4 separate regions of the Mus musculus genome follow, and all the other regions are linked to region 4. Evidence: chromatin contacts called from public HiCAR-type and promoter capture Hi-C data. All regions are on one chromosome and are shown on one strand. The core of a region is the stretch at or near the end of the contact, and the rest is flanking DNA. Distances in the headings are between cores, read along the strand shown. Region 1 holds the start of Ntan1 (N-terminal Asn amidase). Region 2 holds the start of Carhsp1 (calcium regulated heat stable protein 1). Region 3 holds the start of Bfar (bifunctional apoptosis regulator). Region 4 holds the start of Snx29 (sorting nexin 29).

Evidence for each region. Promoter capture Hi-C pulls out the DNA fragments that hold promoters and counts their contacts. HiCAR-type assays count read pairs that join an accessible place to other places.
Region 1: a HiCAR-type map of astrocytes shows a contact between it and region 4, with 2.7 times the contacts expected there. The contact joins the promoter of Ntan1 here to the promoter of Snx29 in region 4. A contact is called at or near these places in 2 of 39 promoter capture datasets (embryonic stem cells and liver) and 2 of 115 datasets of contacts at active chromatin or transcription factors (astrocytes and stem cell-derived neural progenitor cells).
Region 2: a contact with region 4 is called in a promoter capture Hi-C map of pre-B cells. The contact joins the promoter of Carhsp1 here to the promoter of Snx29 in region 4. A contact is called at or near these places in 2 of 39 promoter capture datasets (frontonasal cranial neural crest and pre-B cells).
Region 3: a HiCAR-type map of astrocytes shows a contact between it and region 4, with 6 times the contacts expected there. The contact joins the promoter of Bfar here to the promoter of Snx29 in region 4. A contact is called at or near these places in 2 of 39 promoter capture datasets (cranial neural crest and hippocampal neurons), 2 of 484 Hi-C or Micro-C datasets (CD8 T cells and embryonic stem cells), 3 of 115 datasets of contacts at active chromatin or transcription factors (astrocytes, embryonic stem cells and thymic regulatory T cells) and 1 of 9 other capture datasets (liver).

The regions. Positions count from the first base shown.
Region 1 is chr16:13,817,985-13,820,732 of GRCm38.p6, forward strand. Ntan1 (N-terminal Asn amidase) reads left to right here and starts at 1,267. Exons shown (of 10, transcript NM_010946.4): 1 at 1,267-1,452. The coding sequence starts at 1,372.
Region 2 is chr16:8,670,808-8,673,602 of GRCm38.p6, forward strand. Carhsp1 (calcium regulated heat stable protein 1) reads right to left here and starts at 1,346. Exons shown (of 4, transcript NM_025821.2): 1 at 1,306-1,346.
Region 3 is chr16:13,670,580-13,673,279 of GRCm38.p6, forward strand. It overlaps Bfar (bifunctional apoptosis regulator), which reads left to right and starts at 1,279. Exons shown (of 8, transcript NM_025976.5): 1 at 1,279-1,499.
Region 4 is chr16:11,321,564-11,324,302 of GRCm38.p6, forward strand. It overlaps Snx29 (sorting nexin 29), which reads left to right and starts at 1,341. Exons shown (of 21, transcript NM_028964.4): 1 at 1,341-1,415. The coding sequence starts at 1,409.

The sequences.
Region 1 (2,748 bases), core at 17-2,516, 2.5 Mb after region 4:
TCCCTCTCCCTCCCTCTCCCTCTCCCCTCTCCCCTCTCCCCTCTCCCCTCTCCCCTCTCCCCTCTCTCTCTCCTCTCTCCTCTCTCCCTCCCAAGTGCTGGGATTAAAGGCATGCGCCACCACTCCACCACTGCCCGACTGTATTTCTTTATCTCATGCTAGTCTCCATAACATTAACCACGCGGAGAAAACAAGATTTATTCCAAGCAGCTCCTCAATAGCTGAGGAGTTAAATGATCTGTTAACCTCTTAAGATAATCTGGCTACCTCCCACCCATGACCCCAATTCTTATCGTCAGGTTCTTTGGGCTTCGTGTGTTTTCATGATCTTGCTCCAGACTCTTTCCTCATTGCTCCAGTTCATCCTCCTAGCCTATCTGAAACTTATGAAATATAAAGCTCCGGGATAATGCGGTGGGCGGGCCCATGTCAAGGTATCCCCCTGAGGAATCACACCTTGAGACAGATCAAATATAAAGATGAAATGAATAGGGATATAGAAAGGGGCAGAAGCGGAGGACAAAGAGAGGGAAGAGAGGCTGCCTGAGAACACATGGGAATAGAGAGTGAAAGAACTGGGGTAGTGACTCCTCTGTATGCTGGTGCTGCTGTCACACTTGCCTTGCACCTGGCGGGCAGCGGGCAATGACACAAGCTGTTGCTGGGTAGCTCTTGGCCTGAGCCTGGTGGAATTGTACACCAATAGAAACTCCCGCTCTCCTTCCCTGTGGTCCCTGCGTCAGACCCCAAGCCCCTCCTACTTCTCTTCTGCCCAGCTGCAGGCTGTAGGCACCTTCATTAACCAATCCGGGATAACTGGGGGGTGGGGGGTGAGGGGGAGGAGTTATATAACAAAAGCAGGTATATGTGAGGACCCTGTTTCTTCCGCGCTTACGCCCCCGCGGTGCTAGCTGGGGCCGCAATTCTCGGGTTCCCCACGCCTTCTGCACTACGTCTGCCAGCTGAAAGGGACGTTGACTGAATAAACTTTTGCGAATCAACTCGGCCGAGGCAGGGGTCAGGGCTGGGTGACGCAAAGCGCGAGGCTACCCTCGAGGTTCTCCTTTCCGCGTCCTTAATGCTCAAGTCTCTGCGACTACAGCTGCTGGCACCAGCCAGGAGGGACACGGGTAGTGAGTGGACGCCGACAAAGTTTGGACTACATCTCCCGTGATGCCTTGCAGCCCAAGGGCTATTCCGTCTCCTCGATCTCTTCGGGCTGCTCCACGTCCGCCTGGACTACACATCCGGGCCGAGTCCGCGGTGGGCGCGGCGCCCACGGTGGGCGTGGCATGCCCCGAGGCGGGGCGAAGCGGAGCGGGGCGGGGCGGGGCGGTGGCCACCTAACTCGGCCTGGCGGCGGCCTAGACGATGCCACTGCTGGTGGATGGGCAGCGCGTCCGTCTGCCACGGTCCGCTGTGGAGCTGGTCCGGGCGCACCCGCCTCTGGAGGTGAGCGACCTACCCGGGCTTTCGGGGCGGATGGGAACTCCGCAGCCCGGCCGCCGACGCGCTTTCACTAGGGACCTGGTGAGACGAGGCCCAGAGAGGTTAAGGTGACTTACGGAAGGTCGCACAGCGCGTACACAGCGCGAGGACACTCGGCGGGCTCTGCAAGTCGGGGCGCTCGTGCGGATCCCCGCATTACCCAGCTGCAGAAAGGTGTGGGCGGGGGTCCCAGTTCTTTGCGCGCTCATTCCTGCCCCCCAGGGCGTAGAGGGGCGCGGATTATTTTTTAGCTAGAAATAAGGGATTCGTTTGGAAGTTGCTGGGTCCGGGAGGACTGCTCCCTGATGGAGTCTTGTTCTTTCCTTGTGGGGACTTCTGAAAGAGGGCTCATAGTGAAGGCAGTGATGACCAAGTATCCCACATACTAATTTGGACTCAGCCCGTCCATGGATCTCACATAGTACAGTCTAGGACGGGACCTGTTTCCTAATCAGTTATAGCCTTGAAGGAAAGATGCCCACGTTCCCTCTGAGAGGTGAAGCACTGCGTCTCTGTGGAGTTTGTGGTTCTGTCTGCTTACTTGCTTTGTCTTCCCCTGGATCTGCTTCCTGGAGCAAATGCTTCCTGAAAGCAGATGGCATTGTGCTAACCGAATATTTGTTGGGTAAGTGAATGGGCAGAATGACCCCTGAGAACTACGGGACAGGGAGACTGACTGTTAATTTGAATTTCAAGACAGCCTGATCCTAATACTGGCTCCTACAAATCGGGCTAGGCACTGTACACTGTGTCGATGAAGCCAGAAATAACACAAGAAAAGTTCCAGCACTTCAAGGATTTAGGAGCCTCTCTCCTGTGTCTGAAACTTGTAGTTTTAGTGGCCACGCAGCACATTACATGAGGCAGAGACGAGGTGATGTAGGGTGGTGTCTCCGGAAGCAAGGGTTTGGTTTATTTAGGGAGACGCAGCCCAGAAAGGATGCAGAGTGGAGAGTTGGTTTTCAAGAGCAGGGAAGTGGGGCCAAGGAGGCCCCCAGTGAGGAGGGCAAAGAGGGCTGCACATAGAGGCCAGGGGAACAGTTGGAGTGAGGACTTCAGGCCCACTTGCCTTAGGGGATGATGTGAAGGCTCCGTAGAGGAAAGTAGAAAATCAGGTCCTTGGTCACAACCATTCTTCTAAGTTTTGGTTCAATTTTGTTTTTGAGACAGGATTTCTCTGTGGAGCCTTGGCTGTCCTGAACTTGTTCCGTAGACCATTCTGGCCTCAAACTCTGAGATCTACCTGCCTCTGCCTCCCCT
Region 2 (2,795 bases), core at 96-2,595, 2.7 Mb before region 4:
AGGGAGGCCAAACTCTGAGGAGACCCCTGTCCCAGACCAGGGAATGGCTGAGCTGAGGCTTAAGGATCACTTAGGGACACAATGAACAGTCAGAGTCACAAAGCCGCTAGAGAAGGCCCTGTGGGAAAGTTCGAGCCTAATAGGACAAAGAACAGGAACATGGGACACAGATTGTAATTCGAGTTTTTAAGTGGTTTGAAGGATCTTGCTGTGGACAGTTCCTCTGTCTTAGTCTCCCCAGTGCTGTGAAGGAGAAGGAAGTTATTTACCGCAGCTGGCCTTGAACTAATTATGGAGCCACGATTGAACCTGAATCCTGAATCCTTTTTACCTCCCCAGTGCTGGGACTGCAGGCATAACCCACCACTACTGGTTTAATGACCAATTATTTTTCATTCTCTCCCTCTGGCTTCAGCTTGGAGAGAGAACATACTAAAAGCACCAAGAAGTAACAGTATGGTCAAGAGGGGAAGGTTTTTAAAAAGCCCCTATTTCTCCAGACACTTAGGCTAGCCAGCTCCCTCTATTCCAATCGGCGGGGAAGGGTGGGGGGGTCTCCTATTTTGCAAAGGGGCACCTCCATCTCTCAGAATCCAGGCCCTGAAGGAGAAGTGGGAATCTACAGCTGACCCTGCACAGACCTAAACTGCAACCTCAGAAAACTGTGAGCTCAGAGCCTGGTTTTTTTAAACAAAAAGCAAAACCCAACCTTGCATTTCCGGCCTGTAAACAGGACCGCCAGTCCCGGTGAAGTTTTCCTCTGTGCCCTAAGGCCCCCATCCTGGCGCAAACACCAAGCGAGCGCGCCCTGCCGCTCCTCCTCCCTACAGGCAGCCAACCGCGAGGGGTCAGGGCGGTTCCCCCTCTCCGGGCCTGGCTACTGTCCCGCCGCCCAGCATGCAGCTGGCGAGGCCCGGCCGTCGAGGACAGCTCCGCCTTCCTCTAGCCGCGAGTCTCCAGCACCTCCAGCCCGCCAGAAAACGCAGAGGGCGCGCCTCCTACGCTCAAAAAACAGGTGGCCCAGAGAGAAGTACTAACCGAAGTCAGACAAGTATCGGTGTTGTGGCCACACCCACCCGTCTCCCCTTGGGGACGGTGAGTAACCCGCGCTCCCCAAACTAGCCCGGGCGACTGGAGCACGTCCCGGAGGTGGGGGTGGGGGGGCACCCATCACGGAGCTGGAGAACGAGAAGGCCCCACAGAGGGGAAGCAAAGTGCAGAGCAGGCCTCGGCCCCGTCCCCGCGGCTCCAGAGATCCCGCGCACCATCACGCCCATCCCTAGGGTCCCAGGACCAGCCACTTACCTGGCGACACGTCCTACTCCTCCAGCTGCTGCTCTTCGACTGCAAGAAAAGATCGGGGACTTGGGGCGTGGCCGCGGGGCAGGGCGGAGTGTGAGACCACGCCCCTTGGAGCTCCGGGCCAATGGACGCGCGGCCCGGACCTTGGACTGGTCGGGGAGGAGGAGCGCGGCACAGCTGCTGCCGCAGGACCTTTGTGTTGATGCCCCGCGGGCGGGAGCCGGGGACTCGGCAGCGGCTGGAGGTGTTCTCCCCGCCACTCGCGGGTCTGCGGGCGCCCAGTGCCGGCCCGGTGCCCGGGAAAGTGGCACAATCGGGTCTCGGCGTGCTGTGCCTGCCACTCCCCAGCACAAGTCCGGCCCCAACCTGCCCTTGACTCGAGATAAGCGGGCGCCTTTTTTTTTTTTTTTTTCAAGAATTAAGAGATAGAAGGAAGGCGAGAGACAGAAAGGGAAATATAAAAATGAGAGGAGGGAGGAGTTGTTTTGTTCGTTTTCTATTGTCTAATTGATTTATTCTTCGTGGGCTGATTTTGAGACAGGATAGCCTCAGACTCCCTAATGGATTTGAGATGGGTGTGGGCACCAACCCCATGTTTTTTCAATTTTTATTTCTACTGAATCCCTGAAGCTTTATGTACTGGCTGGTTTTGTGTGTCAACTTGACACAAGTTAGAGTCATCCGAGAAAAAGGAGCCTCAGTTGAGGAAATGCCTCCATGAGATCCAACTATAGGACATTTTCTCAATTAGTGATCAATGAAGAAAGAGCCCAGCTGGTTGTTGGTGGAGCCATCCCTGGGCTAGTGGTCCTGGGTTCTATAAGAAAGCAGGCTGTGTAAGTCATGAGGAGCAAGCCAGTAAGCAGCTGTCCTCCATGGCCTCTGTATCAGCTCCTGCCCAGTTCCTGTCTTAACTTCCTTCAATAATTAACAGAAACATGGAAGTGTAAGCCAAATAAACCTCTTTCTCCCCAGTTTGCTTTTTGATCAATGGTGTTTTCATGGCAGCAATAGAAACCCTTAAGATACTTTATCTGTGGAAGTAAATGGTGTTTCTTCCAATTTTCAGAAAAGGAAACTGAGGCACAGAGACATGCTGTGATCTATCTCCATGGCCAACAAAGAGAGCAAGCCCTCAGCGTGACCCCCCCCCCAGGGTCAAATTCATATTTCCTAGGTGTGGGAAAGAGGTTCCCTGTAGGTGTGGTAGGCAGCAGCCCCCAGTCTTCCAAGAGATAGCTCATCCCTACTGAGACCCTCTAGACCTACCCCCAGGGCATGCTGAACCATCAAAATCAAGAAAGCCAACTCCTCAGGCAAAGAGAAGGGCTCCCTCGGCTCTCTGGCAGGGGGACTAGAAAATGGTACAGTCACCATTCAGGAAGGAAAAAAAAAAAAAAAGACAGATGCCCAGGCACGTGCCCACGAGGAGACTGAAGTATATAGTCACACAAGCTTTTTGGACCCCTCCATGATCGGTTTATTTATTTTTG
Region 3 (2,700 bases), core at 29-2,528, 2.3 Mb after region 4:
CTCATTTATTCCTTTAGAGGTGGCTGATCTCAAACTCATTCCATAGCTAAGTCTCCATAGTCTTAAACTTTTTTTTCTTTTTCAAGACAGAGCTTCTCTGTACAACAGTGCCCTGGCAGTCTTAAGAGGACTCACTTTGTAGGCCAGGCTGGCTTCGAACTCACAGAGATCCTGCCTCTGCTTCCTGAATTCTGGGGTTAAAGCGCTACCATGCCTGACAGCCTTCAACTTCGAATCCTCTTGCCTACTCCTTGCCTCGTTTGGGGATTACAGGTGTGCCACCGAGCCCAGTTCGTTTATATGCTACTGGGATCGAACTCAGCACAGCTTGGTATGTTAGTCAAGCAGTGTACCAACTGAGCTTCATTCCCAGCCCCATCTCCAACAACGTAGAGATGTTAAAATTTTGAAAGATCAAATCAATGATTGTCCAATTAAAGCAAGCTGTATTTGGGGGGTACACCTAGGCTAACTGACTGTCTCCTCCTAAATCGGGTTTTGAGAGAGCAGCCTCTGCTGGCTTATAGGAGATAAGAGTTTAAAGAGTTGTTTAAAGAGTTGGCTATTGCCGGGTCTGGTGGCGCATGCCTTTAATCCCAGCACTTGGGAGGCAGAGGCAAGTGGATTTCTGAGTTTGAGGCCAGCCTGGTCTACAAAGTGAGTTCCAGGACAGCCAGGGCTATACAGAGAAACCCTGTCTCGAAAACAAACAAACAAACAAACAAACAAACAAAACCCGAGTTGGCTATTAACACGTTTTTATAAAGATACAATGAAAGGGAAGGAACGAGGGCACGTACATGTGAATGGGGTTGCAAACAGTTTATTAAATCAGAACTGAGAAACAGGAACTTTTTCTTTCTTTGGTTAAGTTTCACTATGTAGCTTTGACTGTCTTGGAATTCACTCCGTAGACTAGACTGGCTTCGAACTCACAAAGATCATCCTGCCAAGCATGGTCTCACAACGTCATAGATTGAAAACATAGTACCATTGAGTTCTCAACAGATCTAGATCAAGGTGGGTAGCTGCGGAGTAAATGTGATAACGCCATTTTACCCCAAATTCCGACTCTATAAATAAAACTTTAAGGACTGCTTCTGTGGTTTTCTTCATAAATGTGAAGTTAAGATCTATTACGATGCATTCGGGCACTGTGGGAGACTTTGATGGCTGAATAAAGCTAGCTAAATACGGGAACGCAATCCAGCTGGAACCTCCAGACCTGGGGCGGTGACTTCTGTGCTTGGCTCGGACGAAAAGGAAGGGGCGGGTCGCGTTGGTGCGCATGCGCCCGCATGCCCCTAGAGCAGCCGCTCTAGGCAGCCGGAGGTCGCACGGGGTTGAGAGCATAAAGAGGTCTCTCCTCTATGGTTGCGGGAGCTGATCGTAGTCGGCCCCTAGGCCCAGGTTATTTCCGGAAGCGAAGCCTTGTCCTCTACTTCCGCGGGGTCCTGGCAGGTGGCGGTGACAGAGTGGGTACCAGGACTAGTGGCGAGGTGAGCTTCGGCACGGTGTGGGGTGGTAATGGTCCGGCAGGGCGCTTGGCTTGAGAGTGCGGCGCGGGAGACGGAACTGAACCCGCTCCCGGAGCTGCGCTGGCGGGGACTGAACCCGCTCCCGGAGCTGCGCTGGCGGGGTGGGTCCAGGCTCTGGGGCCTCCTCACCCCGGCCTGGACGCGTCCCAGCAGGGCTGCGGACCGTAGCCCCTTCCCTTACGAGGCGAAGACCCACGCCACTGCAGGTCTCTAGTCCTCCCCCGCGTCGGGGTCTGGGTCAGAGCCACTCGACCCTGGGGTGGTGACAGAGATGGGTCTTGTTTCCACTTACTTGCGGGCTATGGGCGCCCGCCACGTCGGCTAAATCCGAGGCACCTTCCTGTCCCAAGGCAGAGGGTTTCATAATGGGAAGTGAGGATAACGGAACATCAGACTCCAAAGTGACACCGAGGCTGACCTAGAACTTAGCTCTTCTCATTCCCATACACACGACTCAAAAATCGTGTGCTGATGAGAGCGTGTGTGTGTGTGTGTGTTTTAGAAGAGAGACGCTGTGTCTAACTGGGGACCTTTAACTGGGCAAGGGGCAAACCCCTAACTTTGGTTGAGAAGAGAAAGTGGGAGCCATTGGGTCCTCCCCACGGAAGCCCATTGGCCCGCCCTTGGAGTGGCCCCAACGTCACACCAGGAGAGGCCAATGCGAAGGAGTTTTCCTTTCACCTTTAGGTACGGACTGCACGTGCTGATGAAGTTTTATTTACTTTTGTCAGTGCTCTTTTATAAACAGCCTGGATGTGTCCCGACCAAAGTGCACGGTATATGCCAGGGAATATCGTCCATAAACCTGATGGGAAAGCTGTACTCTGTCCAGGCTGTTCACACACACACACACACACACACACCCTTTTCCCCCTTTCTCTCTGGCAGTATAAATGCTAACCACACTGTTAACAGCATTCAGTAAAATGTGACAGTTAGTAATGCTATTATTATCAGTCAGCAAACTTTTTACCTGGTCGAAGTTTGACATCTAATCCCACAATCCTTTAGCGATAATATTAGTATGGCTTGATAAATGGAAAGTAATGAAGCTCGAGGAGAACAAAGGGTGACCAGATTGGGAGCCCAGGTTGGCCTCGCTCTGAAGACTTAACTTTGGTTTTGGTTCTTTGTTTGTTTATTGGGGGGGGTGCATTTTGAG
Region 4 (2,739 bases), core at 91-2,590:
TCTTCATTATTTTCTTATTTCTGATCAAGAGCCTAAGTTCTCCAGGCTGGGTGACTCCAGCCTCATATCCAGCAGGCAAAATAGTCTTTCAACTCCATATTTAAAATAGGGCAAAACCCTGGATTTCACAGTTGCTGTGAATTTAGCTCTTGTGTTCTCTCAGCACCTACCCACCTTTCCTCTCACTGTTGCCTAGAGTCAGTTGGACAACTCTTGTAGTTCCCTTAACCCACTGACCCACTGTCATTCTCCTCAGACCCATTACAATGCATTCTCATTCTAGAAAGTTCTCTCTCTCTCTCTCTCTCTCTCTCTCTCTCTCTCTCACACACACACACACACACACACACACCCACCACAAATTCTCCCAAGTGCCTCAGGCAGTAATTCGATTCTTCTGTGAATGTTGGTATTAAAGGTGTGCATGGTCACACCAGGATTGTAAGTGAAGTTTCAAATTCTGACTGCATCACTGTGCTTTGCACTTTTATTCCCACATCCATCATCAAGAAAGTACAAACTCTCCTGCCTGCAGGGCCTTGCACGTGCTACTCCAACTACTGAACTATATCCACCACTCCGGTTTTACCACTCCGGTTTTACTTTTTATTTCGAGAGTCTTGAGAAGTTACCCAGAATGGCTTTGAATTCACCTTTTGTTTTTGTTTGTACAGAGAGTTGAAGCTTGGGCCTCCTGCATGCAAGGCATGTGCCCTCTCTACCAAACTTTTTTTTTTTTTTTTTTTTTTTTTCGAGTCAGGGTTTCTCTGTATAGCCCTGGCTGTCCTGCAACTCACTTTGTAGACCAGGCTGGCCTCGAACTCAGAAATCCGGGATTAAAGGCGTGCGTTACCACGCCGGCCATCCACAGCTCTTGAATTCTTGCAGCTCAGGCTCCTGACTTATCCTCTTGAATGTTGGGATTTAAAGCCTGTACCACCAGGCCCTGCAGGCCCATTACTCTTTTTTTCTCTCTTCTCTTTGAGACAGTCTCAAGCAGCCCCATCTAGCCTCGAAATCATTGAGTAGTTCAAGGTTGACCTTGAACTTCTGATCCACCTGCCTTCCCCCGAGTGCTGGTTTGACGGACATGCAACACACTACTCCAAGCTCTCGGTACGCGTATATCGCATCCTTGTCCGAACTTCAGTCTAAATGGATGTCTTTTTCTTGGCTCGGGGATTGGGAGGCATTGATTTTGTGAGGTGCCGGTTCTCTTCCCTGCTACCCTGGGGCGTCGATTTGCCCGAGTATTTTGGTTCCGGGTCGGGAGGCGGGCCCTAGGAGAGTCACTGCTTCCGGGGCGGGGCCAGCGGGCGGGGCGCGCGTTCTCCCGGCCTGTGTGGAGCTCGGCGGCTGCAGACGCGGCGGCGGCGGCAAGGCAGGCGGCGGCCCCGGGAGCAGCAACATGAGCGGTGAGTGGCGGCCCCGCTGCTGTCACCCGCCCCGTAGCGCCACTGCAGCCGCACGCTCCGGGCCCGGTGTGCTCACACGCTGCAGACCCCCGCGGGGTCGCTCGCAGGCTCGGAGCCCTGGCCCGGAGTCTCCTGCACCGCTCCCACTATCCCGGGGCTGGCGCTCCTGTCCCTCTGCCTCACCAGTGACAGCCAACTCCTAGAGCAGAGCTTGCTCCCAATTCCCTCCCAGACAGCCGATCCCTTTGACAGGTTTCCGCACCCCGGATTCTCAGATCTCTGGTACTTGCCTTAGTCCCTCTTTCTCCCGTGACCCTCCTGGGACTCAGCTCCAGTTACCAGCCCCTGGTTTTTAGTTATTCTCTGTTCCAGGTCTCTTCCACCCAGTGACTCCTCTTTCTCCAAAGGCAAAGAGCATCTCTAGACACCCCTGTCACACACAGCAAACCAGAGCGACAGCTCCGGGTCCCCAGAGGTCTCAGTGTTAGGACAGCTTTGTCTTCTTCCCTCCTCTTCCCTGCACCTGTGTCCCCAGAGCTGGCCAGTTAGCCTCGCAGCGTCCCTCTCCCGGTTGTGCCTTTTGTATTTGGGCTGTTAGTTCATGCTTCAGTTCTCTCCATGTCTTCCTCTAGCTCATCGTTTGAAGTCTCCGGTTGTGTCCTGAAGCCCTTTCCTTCTTGCCCAATGCTGAACCTAAATGGGGCTCAAGCGTTGCCCAAGCCAATACCACCAGCAGGGAGGTGGAGCGGGTGGGGAGTCTGGAAGTGAGAGGCAGGTGCTTGTGACGGCTTGTGCTCAGTGATACCGAAGTTTAGTCCCTTTGTCGGAGTCTGTGTCTTCAAGCCTCCCTCTGAAGAGTCCTGATGATGTTTTGATGTTTTGGTGCTAAGTCATTCCTGGGTGTTGCGCGTGGAGATGGGAGTGACTCAGGGAAGGCTTGTGTTGGCTGTTGATTCTCCTGCTGGACTCAGGGATCTGGATTCCCTTAGGAGGACCCGCCTACCCTCGTAGTTTCTGTTTTTTCTTACTGTGCAGCTGGATTTTCGTCTCTGCACCCAGTCTCTAGACTTGCACTCAGGTGTTTCATGGAGCGGAGAGGGTGCTAGGGCAAAGGAGCAAAGGGCAGTCTTAATTTTTTGTTTTTTAAATTATTTCTGTGCATCTTTAAAAAAACGTTAGATGCTTTTTGTTGCTCAAGAGCAAAGTTTATGGAACTGTGGTCTTATTGAGGGGACTAATGGAGGGGTTTTTACAGTTTACGTTCATCTGCCAAAGCAAATTACTGGGTCTAACTTAACACTAATGTTAACAAAAACGTGTGTGC